Regions from separate parts of the Sus scrofa genome. Here all the other regions are linked to region 1. The links are chromatin contacts, called in public HiChIP or PLAC-seq and promoter capture Hi-C maps. All regions are on one chromosome and are shown on one strand. The core of a region is the stretch at or near the end of the contact, and the rest is flanking DNA. Distances in the headings are between cores, read along the strand shown.

Evidence for each region. Promoter capture Hi-C pulls out the DNA fragments that hold promoters and counts their contacts. HiChIP or PLAC-seq counts read pairs in DNA pulled down with a chosen protein or histone mark.
Region 2: a promoter capture Hi-C map of fetal liver shows a contact between it and region 1, with 4 times the contacts expected there. The contact joins the promoter of GRK5 here to the enhancer-like site in region 1. A contact is called at or near these places in 5 of 5 promoter capture datasets (fetal liver, fetal skeletal muscle, liver and 1 more), 22 of 47 Hi-C or Micro-C datasets (adipose tissue, alveolar macrophages, blood and 12 more) and 2 of 2 datasets of contacts at active chromatin or transcription factors (alveolar macrophages and skeletal muscle).
Region 3: a contact with region 1 is called in an H3K27ac HiChIP or PLAC-seq map of alveolar macrophages. The contact joins two enhancer-like sites. A contact is called at or near these places in 2 of 2 datasets of contacts at active chromatin or transcription factors (alveolar macrophages and skeletal muscle).
Region 4: an H3K27ac HiChIP or PLAC-seq map of alveolar macrophages shows a contact between it and region 1. The contact joins two enhancer-like sites. A contact is called at or near these places in 8 of 47 Hi-C or Micro-C datasets (brain, embryonic fibroblasts, epiblast stem cells and 4 more) and 2 of 2 datasets of contacts at active chromatin or transcription factors (alveolar macrophages and skeletal muscle).

The regions. Positions count from the first base shown.
Region 1 is chr14:129,313,462-129,317,311 of Sscrofa11.1, reverse strand. All of the region lies in intron 4 of GRK5 (G protein-coupled receptor kinase 5), which reads right to left. Among named protein-coding and RNA genes, the nearest start is that of RGS10, 110 kb to the left of the region's middle. Within about 2 kb of position 1,596, at least 33 of the 83 cell types and tissues checked have an H3K27ac peak or open chromatin away from gene starts, as enhancers often do. A contact at or near this core is called in adipose tissue, alveolar macrophages, fetal liver and 4 more, where this site is marked.
Region 2 is chr14:129,111,832-129,115,681 of Sscrofa11.1, reverse strand. GRK5 (G protein-coupled receptor kinase 5) reads right to left here and starts at 1,749. Exons shown (of 16, transcript XM_001928584.6): 1 at 1,182-1,749. The coding sequence starts at 1,233.
Region 3 is chr14:129,141,737-129,145,586 of Sscrofa11.1, reverse strand. The region is part of intron 1 of GRK5 (G protein-coupled receptor kinase 5); the gene reads right to left. Among named protein-coding and RNA genes, the nearest start is that of GRK5, 30 kb to the right of the region's middle. Within about 2 kb of position 2,201, at least 22 of the 83 cell types and tissues checked have an H3K27ac peak or open chromatin away from gene starts, as enhancers often do. A contact at or near this core is called in alveolar macrophages and skeletal muscle, where this site is marked.
Region 4 is chr14:129,169,685-129,173,534 of Sscrofa11.1, reverse strand. All of the region lies in intron 1 of GRK5 (G protein-coupled receptor kinase 5), which reads right to left. Among named protein-coding and RNA genes, the nearest start is that of GRK5, 58 kb to the right of the region's middle. Within about 2 kb of position 2,169, at least 33 of the 83 cell types and tissues checked have an H3K27ac peak or open chromatin away from gene starts, as enhancers often do. A contact at or near this core is called in alveolar macrophages, retroperitoneal adipose tissue and skeletal muscle, where this site is marked.

The DNA.
Region 1 (3,850 bases), core at 347-2,846:
GGGCTTTGACCTTCACACCTCCCTAAACTCTCTCCTCCCTCTTGTCCCCCCCCCATTAAGTTCTCAGTGCCCTCATGCTGCCTCACTGCTCCTCAGCTTCAACATGTGGCCTAAGCCGACCTCTCCTCCTCCGCTCCATCAACAAGGAAACCTCTTCAGACACAGACGGTTTTGAAGACCAGTAATGATGCAGCGCACTGGAGGCCTTGGGATTTCTAAAGAAGAACAGTTGATAAAATATGACCGTATGATCCAGCAATCCCGCCCCTGGGCAGACAGCCAGGCAAGACTATAATTCAAAAAGATACATGCATCCTATGTTCACCGCAGCACTATTCACAATAGCCAAGACATGGAAACAACCTAAATGTCCATCAACTGAGGGTAGAATAAAGAAGATGTGGTACATATACATACAATAGAATCCTACTCAGCCGTGAAAAAGAATGAAATAATGTCATTGGCAGCAACATGGATGCCACTAGAGAGTCTCATAAGTCAGACAGAGAAAGACAAATACCACATGATATCACTCATACGTGGAATCTGAAATATGGTACGAATGAACCTATCCTCAGAACAGAAGGAGACTCACTGGCATGGAGAACAGACTTGTGGTTGCCAAGAGGGAGAAGACAGGGAGTGGGATGGACTGGGAGTTTGGGGCTAGTAGATGCAAACTATTACATTTAGAATGGATAAACAATAAGGTCCTGCTGTGCAGCACAGGAAGCTATATCCACTCCCCTGAGATAGACCATGATAGAAAATAGTATTAAAAAAAGAATGTATATATGTATGAATGACTGAGTCACTTTGCCGTACAGCAGAAATTGGTACAACACTGTAAATCAACTATACGTTAATTAAAAAAAGAAGAAAAAGAGCTAGCTAGTTGGGGGTTGATGGGGTCAGGGGTAGATTCTGATTGGTGAGAAGAGCTAAGGACTTGTCCTGAAGCTGCATGTGTACAGTAATGGATTAAGGGGGAGCAGGTGCTGGGTTTGGGGTAACTTGCAGGCTAACAGAGATTATCTGGTGTTTCAGGGACCGAGGCTGCAGAGGGAGGGAGGGTGGTGGGGAAAGCGGGGGCTTGACCTGGGCACGAAGCCTCCCCTTGGGTGCTTACCTCAGCACTCAGTCCAGGAGCATCCCCCACACCCAAGGCTCTCCCACCCTCAGTGACTTCTGTGAGGGGGATGGAAACCCACCCTGGAAGCTCAGCCCAACCCCAGCTCTGCCTCCAGGGCCCAGGTCACCCAGGCTCGGTCAGGCCAGCAGTCAATCCACGAGGTGGCACTATTGAGCCCTTGCTGCGCTCACAGACACCCCACGGCAGACCAGCCTGGGGGCTGACGGCCTTTGTAAAAACAGTTGGGGGGAAAATGAGAGGGAGCTGCACCTTACAGGGGAATAGGAATTTACACAGGGTGGGGGTAATGGGGGAGGGATGGGGGGAGGGGCCTTGAGGACAAAGGCCCGGAGACTGAGCAAGTGGGCGCAGGGTGGGGGGTTGCTGCTCAGAGTGAGGACTCATCTGATCATGTTCAATAAATGGGACGGTCACCGCGGGTCAGGTCTTGTGAGGCTGGTTCTCACTGATGGCTGAGTCATCAGCCCCGAGGGTGATGTCGTCAGGGCGCTTGGCATCACTGCCCCCTGCTCTCCTTGGCGCCGCCGCCTCCCTTATTTCAGGAAGGGGCCTTATTTCCTGCATCAGAAAACCTTTCTGAGGACCTCGTTCCCACAGCATCTCCTAGCTTCCAAGTCACTTGTTTCAAGGTGTCAGAGTGGAGACAAGATCCACTGTACCTGGCTGATGTCCCTGGCGGCGCCCAGGGGTGGGCCGTGAAAGACTTCCCAGGCCTCGGGCCGCCAGTGCTCCTGAAGTGGGCGCCTCTGCTGTCGGCGAAGCCTCCTGGAAACCCACGCCCTGTACTTGTTCAGAGATTTAGGACCTGAGAGGGAGCAGGAGGACACAGAGCCTCCCCTGGAAAGACCCTCAGGGCCTCATTGATTCAACCCACTTGTGGCACAGATGGGCAAACAGAAAGAAAGGACCCCTCCAAGTCACAGTGGGGGCCCAGGGCGGAGCCAGGACCAACCCTGGAGGCACTATGGGGGGCAGAGTTGGGGGAGGGAGTGGATCTGAGCTGCAAGGGCTCCAGACCAAGTATCCTGAGCCTGCTCACTGGCCCCACTCAAAACCAGCTTGTCGCCATTCGCAGGTAAGGACAGACGCACAGCAGTCTCAGCTCCTGTGTATCACTCATCCCAGCCCCTCCTCTCGATCCCCCCTGCACTGGTGTCTGGAACCCTCACCTCTCGCCTGGACTAACCAGGGAGCCCCCCACAGGTCTCTGCTCCCACCTGCTCTGATGTGGACGCCCAGCCCCCAAGGGAGTTTTGCCACAGCACACAGCACCGCCAAAGGACCACGTCCGGGCCTTCTTGACCCAAATGCCCCTCTTGAGCTGCTTCCCCATCGCGCCCTCTGCTTGCCGCAGCTCTCACCCCACACCCGCTGTTTCCTGGGCGAGCTCCAGCTTTCCAGCTGCTGGGCCTTTGCTGTTTCCTTGGAAGGAGCCCTTCCCACCCCTGTCCCCTCAAGGCACACTAATCCTACCCAGTCTTCACAGCCTCATCCAAGATGATTCTCTGAGCAGGCAGGACCTTCCGCCCCATCCCACCTCCCAGTGACAACTGTCATCATTGTTATTTCTTGAGCACCCGGTATGTGTTAAGTCCTGGAGATTTTCACTGGGTTTCCTTTTTTTTTTAATCCTCTCAAAGTAGGTTGTATCATTATTGTCTCCATTTGATAGATGCAGAAATAGGCTCAGAGAAGTTAAGTAACTTGCCCAAGATCACACAGCTAGCATGGGAGCAGAGACAGGGTTCACACTCAGGCAATCTGGTCAGAGAGCCTCATCCCTCAGCACCATCAAGTCCTCAAGGCTGCCATGGTCTCTCTCGAATAGCCTGAGGAGGATGTGACTTTGGCCTTGGAGAGCAAGCCCTCTCTGGAGGCCCGGAGGGGCTGAACAATGAGGTGCAGTGGACTCTGCATGTTTTGGCGAGCACTATTTGTATAGCACTGTTGTGTGTAACACACACACACACACACACACACACACACACAGAGGCTAATGGCCAGCATATGCTTCGCTTCAACATATGAAAACATCCCTCCTGGGAGCTCCATACTCATTAGCAGTGGTTCCATCAGTGAACAAAAGGTCAGCCCAGGAGACTGTCCGCTCTATCTCCAGACGCAAGCACTTAGGGCTTAATGATGTGTATATTTTCATATGTGGGCAGCTGACATTCCCCATGTAAACTATTTGCAATTTCTCAACGTGGACAGACTCAGCTTTCAGGAAAAGCTGAGCCAGAAAAAGGCAAGACACTCTGGAAGAAAAGGGTCCCGGGGGTCCCCTTCCTTCCAAACAAGGGGCTGCCTGGGGGGCTTCCTGTCGGGCCCATACCAGGATGGAGGCAGCTGTTTCTCAGGGAGGGGGGCACCCCATTTCTCCTCCAGGATAGGAACAGGGAAGGGCACTCCCACAGCTGTACCCTGGCCGCCCCTTGACCCCTCCAGAGGGGATCTGCGTCAGCCGCAGGAAGCTCTGCACCCGCCTGCCAGGGCCTGGCCGTGGGCAGGGGCAGGGGCGGGAATCAGGCCTCTAGCAGGAGCCCGGGCCATAGGCATCACGGGCACCTAGGAGAGGGGCTGGCTGACCATCACTGGCCCACCAGCTCCCACTTCTGTGGCTCCCCAGAATGATGCCATCGGTGGCGCTTGTTCCAGCATCATGATGTGGACGCTGAGCCTTAGGGAGCTCTTTGA
Region 2 (3,850 bases), core at 500-2,999, 200 kb after region 1:
ATTGTTAGCCAGAAAGTCTTCCTTCATTCATCAAAGTGGGTGAATGAAAATATTAAAAAGGTAAGATATTTTCGTGGGCTATTCCCCCAGTATTCTTCTGAAGTCAAAACCATAGTCAGGCTGCGTTCTACCGTGGGTGTCAAATAAAGCCTCCTCCCATGAAAGGGAAAACCACTTCCCCCTTCATAAAAAGGCTGCACCCAGAGCTCAAATCTTGGTAAAAGAGATGTTACATAAATTCCAGGTGCTCCTAAATATGTATGTTTACCTCATGCAATCACTTCGGAAGCATCTAAGTTTCTGCGCCACTTTCTCTTTTTCTTTTCTCTTTTTCCCATCTCAAGGAAGAGTCAAAAAGTGTTTATATTCTTGACTTGGAATCTTACCCACTCCATGAAGATATTCCCTACCAGCCAAGTGCAGAAAATCTAATGATTTGCATCCGAAACGCATCAAGCATCAGCACACTTACCTTTCTCTTCTTAACTGAGCCAAAAAAAAAAAAAAAAAATTCACTTATCTCTCCCCCTCCCCAAAGGGGGAAAAAAAACCTACCCCTGAAATCCTTCATTATTTTCTAGGTGATCTGTACAGTCACTCTCTCTTGTCACTGTATGAACAAACGAATTCCTCAACATCTTACTTTGCCATTAAAAGGCTTCTTTCCACACGACGGGATTTCCCTAAGAAACATTCCCAGCGGATGGTTTCCAGCAATAGCCTATATCAACTCTGCCTGCGCAAGCAAAGACTTGGCTTCTGCTAATTCCACCCCCACCCCCAGCGCACACCAATTCACTCGCACAACCATCCTGGGCCGACTCGAAAAAGCTATTTCACTTGCATGTTTGCCCATCTCTTCCTGAATGAATGCTTTTCCAACTGACCTTTCAACAGCTGCCGAGATGGCACGATCTGCTAAGGTTAGAGCTGGAAACTAGGGGATATTTTAGCATCCTAATCCCTGCAACCTCAACGTTTCTCCTTCTCTGCCCAAGTCCAGATTCCCTGAGCACTAGGGCAGGAACCCTGAAGTGTTTGCAGAGCAGCTCTCTGAGGTGTCCTGCTTGCGACCAACTCACTGCGGGCATCCTGCATACTCACAGCCCCAGCCCACAAGCCGCCCGACACCCGCACCCCGGCCCGCGGCGAATGCGCCAGGCACCAGCCCTGCCTCTTACCTTCCCTGGCTTTCAGCAAGACCGTGTTGGCCACGATGTTTTCCAGCTCCATTGACAGTCGGCGGTCAGCGAGGAAGCCGGCCGGCGGGGCTGTCAGCTCCTAAGGGTGCTGCCGCTGCTACTGCCGCTGCTCGGGCTGCTGCCGCTGCTGCCGGAGCCGGGAGCAAGCAGCCCGCCTTGCCTACCGCATTATTCCGGCTCTTATCCCTCGGAGTTTTCCCCCTCTGCAAAGAGGAGCCGCCGCCGCCGCTTCTTCCTCCCTCTGTGTCCCCCCTCCCCCCTCCCTCAACTGTCTCCCCCCACCCCCCACCCTCCGCGTTTCTCTGTCACTCCATTCTCCTCCCCTCGGGCTCCCTCGGATGCTTTAATGCCTCGGATGCTTCTGCCTCCCCTCTGTCCCTCCCGGGGGTGTGGTACTAACTGGCTCGGGCGGCTGCACAGCGCAGGCGCCAGGATGGGCCGCGCCTCCCGCCTCGGCGCTCGCGGCGCGGGGCCTGCTGGGACTTGTAGTACCAGAGTCCACGAGCCGCCCTGAGACTTGTACTCCGAAGGCGGGCGCGGATAAGGGGTGGTCCGCGGCTGCGGAGGGTAGCGGGAGAAGCAAAGGCAGTCCGGCCGAGCCGGAGCCCCGGATTCGCACGTCCACGCCCGGGGCTCCGGCTCGCCCGCTTCCGGCCCTCCCGAGAACCCAGAAAGCGAAGAGCACGGACCACGGCGGCGGCGGCGGGCGAAGTGCTGCGGCCGGGCAGGAGCCGGTGCGGGTCCTGGGCGCCCCTCGGAGCGTGCCCGGGGTTGGAGGGAGGTCAAGCCAGCCCAAGCGCGCGCTGCACCCCCCTTCCTCCCGGTCACGCCGGGCCCACGCGGGGGCTGCAGCCCAGAGGCGGTGGCCAGGCGCGCCCGCGGGCCCTGGACGCGGCGACCGGCCACTGTGCGCCGTCTCAGACGCACACGCGCTCGGTTGCTGACAAAGGTGTACTTTGTTTCCTCCGAGGGCGCGAAGGGGTCTATGAGTCGGCGGCGACTCGGCACCGGCAACCGCGCAGCCCGAGCGCCCCCTGGCGGCCTCGGGGTGGATGTGCAGCGGCGAGTCCACGCGGACCGCGGCACCACCTCCTGGCCCTCTGCGCCTGGAACCTCCCGCGCTGCCGGGCTGCAACTCTCGGCGGGGCGGGGGGCGTGCATTCCGGCGTGGTAAGCGGCTGGTCCTGTTAATAACCTGCCTTCCAGCACCCGAGGCCCGCAAATGACCGCTCGTCATTACATGCAAACTCATTCCCATCAATAAAAACACAGATGGAATCGCTGGAGTCAGGAACGTTAATAAGAAACAGCACCCGGCCGGTATTGGGAATTAGTTTTCAAATTCTTTGCCTATTTATCTTGGGGCTCTTAGCGCTTTTCCACTGTATGTTCAGGACATCAGACCCCAGATCTGCGCTCAGCGTCCCTTGCTTCGTCTCAAGGCCCCCGCTCCTGGGAAATGGGACTTGGGACACCTGGGGTCTGCGATGAGTTATCCTCCAGTCTAGTTGAGGGGAGGGCTGGCCCTAAGGAACAATGAGGCCTTTGCCTCATCTGCATCCTGAAGGCCGGATATCCGTTCAGAAGTCGGGCCCCGGGCCTTCTGTGTCCTAAAGGAGAAAGCCTTCCAACCCCAGGGTTGCCTGGAAGTGGGAGGGAGGCGCCCAGAGAGAGAAAGGGAGAACAATTATTGTGCACTGGAGAAAACAAAGAAATGAATAGACTCTCCAGGCCTTGGAAACGTGGACGGTCACTGATTTAACAGCGCAGGATTGTCTTGTTTCGTGGTAGAGTGTACCCACCACCACCACTTCCTTGTATCTGCATATGGGTCAGTGGGTCTCCCTGGGCCTCACAAGTCTTGTCTGCAAAGTGGGGGCAATAACAGTTGGCTTGTCAGAAGGCAGGGAGCAGAGCAGATGACACCTCAGGCATCTTCCACTCTAAGAAATTATTCGAAGCATCCCAGCCTTGGCCTTGGCTTACATGTGCACCTGCCCAGAGCCCTAACTTACAGTGAAAGATTCTCTCAGACAGAATCCTAGAGCTGGCAGTATCTCAGAGCTCACCAACCAGTGGGCTAAAATTGAATACCTTTAGATGGCTAGTGCTCCACAAAGGCCTTCTCAAACTTTCTTGTGCATACAGATCACCTAAGGGATCTTAAAATGCAGCTTCTGTTTCATTTGGTCCAAGGTGGATCCTGAGAGTCAGCCATTTCTAACGAACTCCAAGCTTCAGTCAATCTTGCTGGTCCATGGACCACACTTTAACAAAGCTCAGCAGTTAACCATAATCTCCACTACTCTTTACTCTCTTTCTTTTTCTTTTCTTTTTTTTTTTTTTTTTTTTAAAGGCCAAACCTACCACATATAGAAATTTCTAGGCTAGGGGTCAAATCAGGGGTGCAGCTGCCGGCCTATATCACAGCCACAACAACGCAGGATCTGAGTTGCATGTGCTACCTACACCACAGATTGTGGCAACTCTGGATCTCTAACCCACTGAGCAAGGTCAGGGATGGAACTCGTATCCTCATGGATACTATGTCAGGTTCTTAACCCATTGAGCCACAGTGGGAAGTCCTCTATTGTCTTATACTCAGCCTAAATCACCAGTGATTTTTACCTATGTGAAAAATTTATGGA
Region 3 (3,850 bases), core at 952-3,451, 170 kb after region 1:
CAAAAAAAACCCCACTAAGGACAGCCGATCACAAACAGCCAATCTGGCCTTAAGCGGCAGTCAATGGAATAATTTCCTTTCTTTGCTTCCGCACTTTCTCTACTTGTCTTTCCCCAGCTCCTGTCAGCCAATCCTCAACAGCTTCCAGTTTGGCACTGCCTGATTGGAATCAATTTTGCTCCAATAAACTCTTAAAAATTTCAAGAGCCCCATCTTTTTTTTTTTTTTTTTAATAGCCATACCTGCAGTATATGGATTTTCCCCGGCCAGGGATTGAAATTGAGCTGCAGACTCGACCTACACCACAGCCGCAGCAATGCTGGATCCTTTAACCCACTGTGCTGGGCCAAAGATTGAACCTGGGCCTCCACAGTGACCCAAGTGGCTGCAGTCAGGTTCTTAACCAACCACACCACAGCGGGAACTCCTCCCTCAGTTTATCTTTAACAAAAGTGACTGGAGCTCAGATTTTTTTCAACCCTTGATCCCCCCTCTTGCAATCACCCATGGTCAAGGATGGACCAAGTGGCCTCAGCAAAGGACTGGGAGTCTGGCAAAAGCCTGCTCCCTCTGACCTCAGGGCCCTCTGGCCTGGGCATCTACATTGCTAGGTAGATGTCAGCAGTATCAGCCAACACTCTTCATTGCTGACACTGAGGGGCCTGCCCACGTGGACAGAAAGCCATTCTAAGCCCTCTTTCAGCCCCCACAGCTCCTGCATGGTTAGGGCCTCTGGCTAGGAAGCTCCAGGTTCTTTTACTTCTTTCTGCTTGTTGTTGCTTTTACTTTTATTGAAGTTTCTCAATAACAAAACTTCCTTCTGGTCTTTCCAGCAAGACATTGGGCTCTGAAATCTATACACGTCATTTAGATTACAAAAAAGAAATACATATATATTTAAATGTAAAACAATGTTTGGGGGAGCTCCCTGGTGGCTCAGAGGGGTAAGGATCCAGTGTTGTCATGGTTGGCTCAGGTGGCTTCTGTGGCGAAGGTTTGATCCCTGGCCCTGGAACTTCTGCATGCTCTGGGCACAGCCAAACAACAACAACAACAACAACCAAAAAAACAAAAATCCTGTTTTTCAAATGCCTTGGTTTCAACACCACCTCCCCAAACAAAATTTTCTACTGAGTGTTTTCTGCTTTTCAACAGTAGAGCAACTTTGTAACTTATTGTCCAAACAGGAACCCTTTTAGGAAAGAAATGGGGAGTTCCCTGGTGACTCAGCAGGTTAAGGATCTTGCGTTGTCACTGCTATGGCTCTGGTCACTGCCGTGGCACAGGTTCGTTCCCTGGCCCCAGGACTTCTGCTTGCCATGAGCGCAGCCGAGGGAAAAAAAAAAAAAAAGGAATGAAAAGGGACACTACTAATTTTTTTTTTTTTTTTTTTTTTTGTCTTTCTGTCTTTCCTAGGGCCGTACCCATGGCAGGTGGAGGTTCCCAAGCTAGGGGTCTAATCGGAGCTGTAGCCACCAGCCTACACCAGAGCCAGAGCAACGCCGGATCCAAGTCACGTCTGAGACCTACACCACAGCTCATGGCAACGCCGGATCTTTGACCCACTGAGCGAGGCCAGGGATCGAACATGCAACCTCATGGGTCCCTAGTCGGATTCGTTAACCACTGAGCCATGACAGGAACTCCAGGACACTATTAATCTTGACACTATCCATATGATCACTCTTCTTTGAGAGAGTCACCATTTCTCGATGGGGCCCAGGAGAATGTGGCAAACCACTTCCAGACAGCAAATTGCCTTCGGGCATATTAATGTCAGGCGCTGGCAGAGTCAACAGCCATGCAGTCCACTTTTAAATAAAGAAGATCCTCTTTGCTCTGCTCTCCGGCACTGGAGCTTGAGTGTCTAACAGAAGCAGAGTGTTTTCCTGCTTACTGCCCAAGAAACCAAAGGATCCAGCTTTAAAGATCTTTATTTTCCACAGTACTTCTAATGTGCTGGGACCAAACCTTGCTAGTCCTTGAATTTTCTCTGGGGGTAAGGGGTGGGGTGTCTTGTCTCAGAACAAAGAGGGCTAGGGAGATGGCTGAGGCCATCCCTGATGCCAGGCAGGGCCACACCCACCGTTCCAGATGCAATCGAATCTCTGCCCTTTATTTTAAACCTTCAGAGGAAATCGTGCCACCTCCCGGGTGAGTCAGTCCAGAGTTTAACTGAGACCTTCAGGGCCAGGCACCCCTTCTTCCAGTCCACCCTTGACCTGCTCCTCCAGCTTGTCATCTAGGCAGCCTCCGTCTCCTGGAAGGGGGGTATTTTCTCTGCAGACCAGAAGGTCCTCTCTGGGCCCAGAAAATGCTCAGGACGTGAAACAGAAAAACACACGCACACACACACACACCTCCCTCCTCCCTGGCTCAGCACCCTCCCCTCCCGGCCTTTTAATCCCCAGGCAGATCATAAATGGAAAGACAGGAAATGCAAGATGCAATGCTTGAGCCATTTCCATCTCAACTCCAGCCCTCCCCCCCGCCCAGCCTCTCCTCCCTCGACAGACAGACAACCCATTAAGAGCTCACTCATAATAGTCTTTCCTGTAAGAACTTGTAAACAGCATCCTTGGAGCTTCAACTTGGGTATTTCCCAGCTCACTTGCTTCCATTTTCCTTTGTCATGGCCCGTTCCCAGGGGAAGTGGGGAGGCCGAGAGGAGGGTCTCGTTCCCCCCCAACCCACCACCTCACCTAACCTTCCCCCTCGTCCCTCCTTCAGCCACCCTGAAATTGAAGGGTCTTCCCCTTGAACAGGGCTTCTGTCACTCAGCGTGGCGCGTTACTTTCTGTTCCTTTGAAGGAAGCCCTTCCATTTAGTGTGCTGGAGACTGCAGATAACGCCTGCCACCACTTTCATTCCAGCACATTTCGACTGCTAAGTATTCATACACAGCTCTTGCCAGTTCTCAGCATTAAATGAACAAAATCTGTGCCTGCTGACATTATGTTTTAAGGAAATCCTGTGCCTGCAAAACTGCTATTTCTTTAAAGGAGAACGTATTTTTATTACCTAACTTCAAGTCTGCAAGGCAAATGCATACGCGATGGAAAAGAACATGGGCCCCAAACTCAGGATTTGATCAGGTAACATAATTGAGTAAAAGGGACTCATTATGGAGCAAGAGGGAAGAGTGGGGTCTGTGGTGAAATGTAGAGCCTGAAACCTTGCCCCCAAAGAGGCAACCAATTTTCAACTGTAGACAAATGATGCTTTGTAAAAATTTTTACTTCGTATTGCCAAAATTTCCAATTTTCTTTTTGTCTTTTTTTTTTTTTTTTTTTTTGTCTTTTTTTGCCTTTTCTAGGGCCGCTCTCGCGGCATATGGAGATTCCCAAGCTAGGGGTCTAATCGGAGCCGTAGCCATAGCCACCGGCCTACACCAGAGCCACAGCAATGCGGGATCCGAGCCATGTCTGAAACCTACACCATAGCTCATGGCAACGCCGGATCCTTAACCCACTAAGCGAGGCCAGGGATTGAACCTGCAACCTCATGGTTCCTAGTCAGATTAGTTAACCACTGTGCCATGACGGGAACTCCCCAAAACTTCCAATTTTCTAAGAGAAATCGCAAGTCAGGAATGTTAAATGAGACTTTCTGATATTTAAAATAGCGCACGAGCTCAAGAGTTTACAACCCATGGACTAAATGATAAATAGCCCGTGCTGCACCTGGGCCCCAGCACTGTTGGGCACAGTCACCACCTGCACAGAGAACACAATGCCAGGAGCAGCACCACAGCCTATGCGGTGGGGGAGGGCCAGGCATTAGGCCAAAGGCAGATGCAAACACTACTCCTCAAAGCCCAGCTCCTCTGGAGGCTGTGGCCTCCTGGGAC
Region 4 (3,850 bases), core at 920-3,419, 140 kb after region 1:
AAGCCAGTCTGAGAAGGCTACATACTGTTGGATTCCAACTATATGACATTTCGGAAAAAGCAAAGCTATGGAGGCAATAGAAAGATGAGCGGTTGCCAGGAGCTAGGGGTGGGGAGGGATGAAGTAGGCAGAGCACAGAAGTTTCATTTAGGGCAATGAAACTCTTCTGGAGCCTAACTAAACCATGGACTTTGTGGAATTACGATGGGTCATGTAGGTTCATCAATGGTAACAAAGGTACCACTCTGGTGGGGGGTGTTGGTAACAGAGGGGGATGAGCACAGGTAGGAGCAAGGATACATGGGAACTCTCGGTACTTCCTTTTAATTTTGTTGTGAAGCTAGAACTGCTCTAAAAAAAGTAAAATATTAAAAAAAAAGAAAACAACCAACTAAGTATATGGCTCAGCCACTCTCCCACCATCAAACAAACCCCAAAACCACAGTCAAAAAAGTTAGTGGCCAACAAAGCCTGGGGAAATAAGTCCTGCCCTATGGGTCAGAGCAGTGGCCCACCTGCACCTGTGGTCTGAGGTCCCATGCCTAAGGCACCCTCGACGGGCTGGAGAAAGCCTGGGCCTGAAGTGTTGAGGCTGGCACCCTGCCCTCAACATCCAGTAATGAGCACCACGGATTGTTCATGGCTAAATTTACTGAAAATATTTTTCAAATGGCCATATGGAGTCTGCACATTCTTGAAGTCACTCACTCCTGATCTTTACAACCTATTGTACCAAGGCAGACAGCAGAAGCCCACAATGGAGCTCCATTTGGAAGAGACCACATCGAAATCCCCTTTGTGCCACCTGTGTCCATCATGGCCTCTAATGCTACTGGGCTCAGAACAGGTGCCAGCGGATGCATCTCAAAATCACCTCTTTTGAGCTTAGGGTGCAGGGGCCAAGACCCCCTTCCAGAAATCCACAGTCTACCCATGATGGTGTAACCTCCTCTCTGACGGGGCCCTTAAAACTGGTTAACGGTACCCCCATTAATTCATTCGTGATTAATCCATTAGTTGCCCTCATATTCTGAGATGGCGAGATTGGCACGTGTGTGGTGCTGGAGAGAAGGATTTTCTCTGGTTCTGTACAAGAATCCTAAAATGCCGAGGGCGGAAAGGACACTGCAGGCTGTCAGGAGGGACCGTCACATCCCTGTCCCCCCACACCCTCGGGGACCATCCAGCTTCTGCTTGGAGCCCTCTCGGAACAGAAATCCACGCTGTCCTCGGTGGCTCAGGTCCCTCCACCATGGTCTTGCCTCCTCTCCCTCCAGTTCCAAGAGCTGGACCACAAATGACCTGGACAATCTAATGGGGTCAGGCTTTGGGAACTTGAAAGGCAGTGACCTCTGCTCCCCACTCCCCCAGCACTTCACTTTCTTCCAGGTTCTCTTGTATGACCAATGCCCTTTCAAAGGATACCGAATGCTGGCCTTTTCAGATGCGGCTCATCAGTCAGGGCAAACCCCCTACCCGCCGTGTGCTGGCTTTGTGCCAGGCCCCACCCGAGCACCTTACGAACAGGTGCAGTAAATGCTCACAGCCACCCTGTGAAAGAGGGATTTCGTGCACTCCGTTTCACAGATGAGAAACGCTCAAAGGTAAGCAGCACGTCCAAGGTCACAGGGCCGGTAAGAGCAGGCGCCGGGGTGCAAACCCAGTTCTGTTCTCATTCAGCATCTGTGCGTCCTGTGCAAGGCAGAGGCTCAGAACATTCTGAACCGTTTCTATGAACAGACAATCACCACTACATCAAAGGAGGACCACATCAACTTACAGGGACAAACACCTTGATTCCACCTCGAGGTCAGGTGGGTCTGCTGGAGAGCCTTTCCCAACAGGATCTCCGAGGAGAGCCCCCAAAACAGGGCCCAACAGACAAGCGACAAGAGCACCTGGCATGTATTAGCACCAGATGGTTTCTGAATAGTAAGTCCTTTGAGCCTTCCGCCAAGGTAGGTACTGTTTTTACAGATGAGGAAACACACAGTTCAGGTAAGCAACTTCTCAGAAGTCACAGGTAGCTGCTAGAAGTGCGAGAGCTGGGACTCAACCTCGACTACCTAGTTCTCAAACATGGGTTTCCTCCTGCCTAGTGAGAGGCCCCCTGTTGCCCTCCCTCAATGCAGCCGGCACTGAACCTCCTCGCACACACAGGCCAGCGTTGACGGCATGAGTCACTCACGCGTCCTGGACCAGCCAAGGTCTCCAGACTCATGGAGCCAGTGACTCAGTGCAGCCGCCTGGTTTGGGGCTCCAGATTTCTCTTTGTCGACTGCATGGATCTGTGTATGTTAAAAGCATGTTGACTAGAGCAAAACAAAGCAGTCAATGCGGGCAAACAAAATCTGTAGGAAACACATGGTTTCAGCAAGTCACTGGGGCAGCAAACAATAGAAAGGAAAGGCCATGAAGAAGCGCAGCAAAGAGAAACTGCCTTGCAGGTCCCGGACCTGTAGACCCCACACTTGTGCCAGCAGCTTCAGTAGTGGTGGGTAGAAGAGCCTCTACAGAGGCAAGGCCATAAATCAATCATGCATACATCAATAAAACTTTAAAAAATGGAAAAAATTTTAATAAAAAATAAAAATAACTTAAAAATAAAGAGGGGAGGCCCGTGACTGAGAGACCACAGGCCTCCGCGGCGCCTCCCTGAGTGACCAGAGCGCCTGAGGGCGTGGAGGATGTGGCAGAGCACGTGTGACCAGGGTGGAGCTTCCGGTGGAACCCTCGATCCCTCCGCCTGGCGTTCACAGAGCCGGCGCCTCCCCAGGGGCCACCGTTCTGTCTGACGGGGAGCTTAGGAAAGCGCCTGTCTGCTATTATTCAGCAACTTCTGGGTGGGTCCTGCTATTATTATTAACAAAGATAAGATTACAACTAATAATAACGCATGACATTTAAATGCATTTTGCTTCAGCCTGTCTCTCGGAAGTAGGGGAGAGTTCAAACTCCACCTTGGTATCGCTGGCGAGGCCTCGCGTGCCAGTTCACCCACACGCAGATGAGGGTTCCAGCTCTTCTTCAGAACCCAGCGATTTGGTTTTTTTCCTTTGCCAGGTACTCTGCAGTGTGAGCTGCTGGAAGGAAAATGTTTACGGTCTTACAAAAACCACCTCACTGTCTGCATGACACCTCTCAGAAGAAACAAACTTCCTCTGAAACCTCCTAGAGGCCAACCCCCCCCACCACACACACACACTCACACACACACTCACATGTGCATTCACCCAGCCTTTGACAGTCCGCAGGTGCTGTGGGCTCTGGTATGGGCAGCGTGAACCAGGCCCGCACCATCCAGCCTGGCCCAGTAAACCCACCAATGCACAATCACAAACTGGGGGGAGGGCCCTGGGGAAGGAAGGACCGAACAGGGGGCTGATGGAGCACAACGGGGCTGGTGGTCCACCAAGGAGCCCAGCGACTCAGGACGGCGAAGAAAGGCCTCCCTGAGAAGGTGGGGTTTGTGCCAAACCCTGAGGGGTGGCGAGGAATCGAACGGGTGAGGGGCAGGGAGAGGACCAGCACACACGAAGGTCAGGGAAGGAACTAACAGGAGGCTGAGCAGCAGGAAACCCGGATGGAAACGAGTACAAGGAGCAGCTGGAAGCGTGGAGGGCACAGCAGGAGGGTAAGCCGGCGGTGGGGGGGGGGCCTCCCTCCCAAGGTCAACATCCCAGCTGGGGGCTGGCAAGCTTTTGGGAGCCGGTGTCCGCGGAGAGGCCAGACAGCAGAACGCAGCAACTCCCGGGGTCCTGATCACTTCCTCCGGCTCAGCACATTCAAGTGCGTGAGGTCTCAGATCAGGGTCTGCCCACAGGGACCCCAACGACGGGCCCTGACTGCT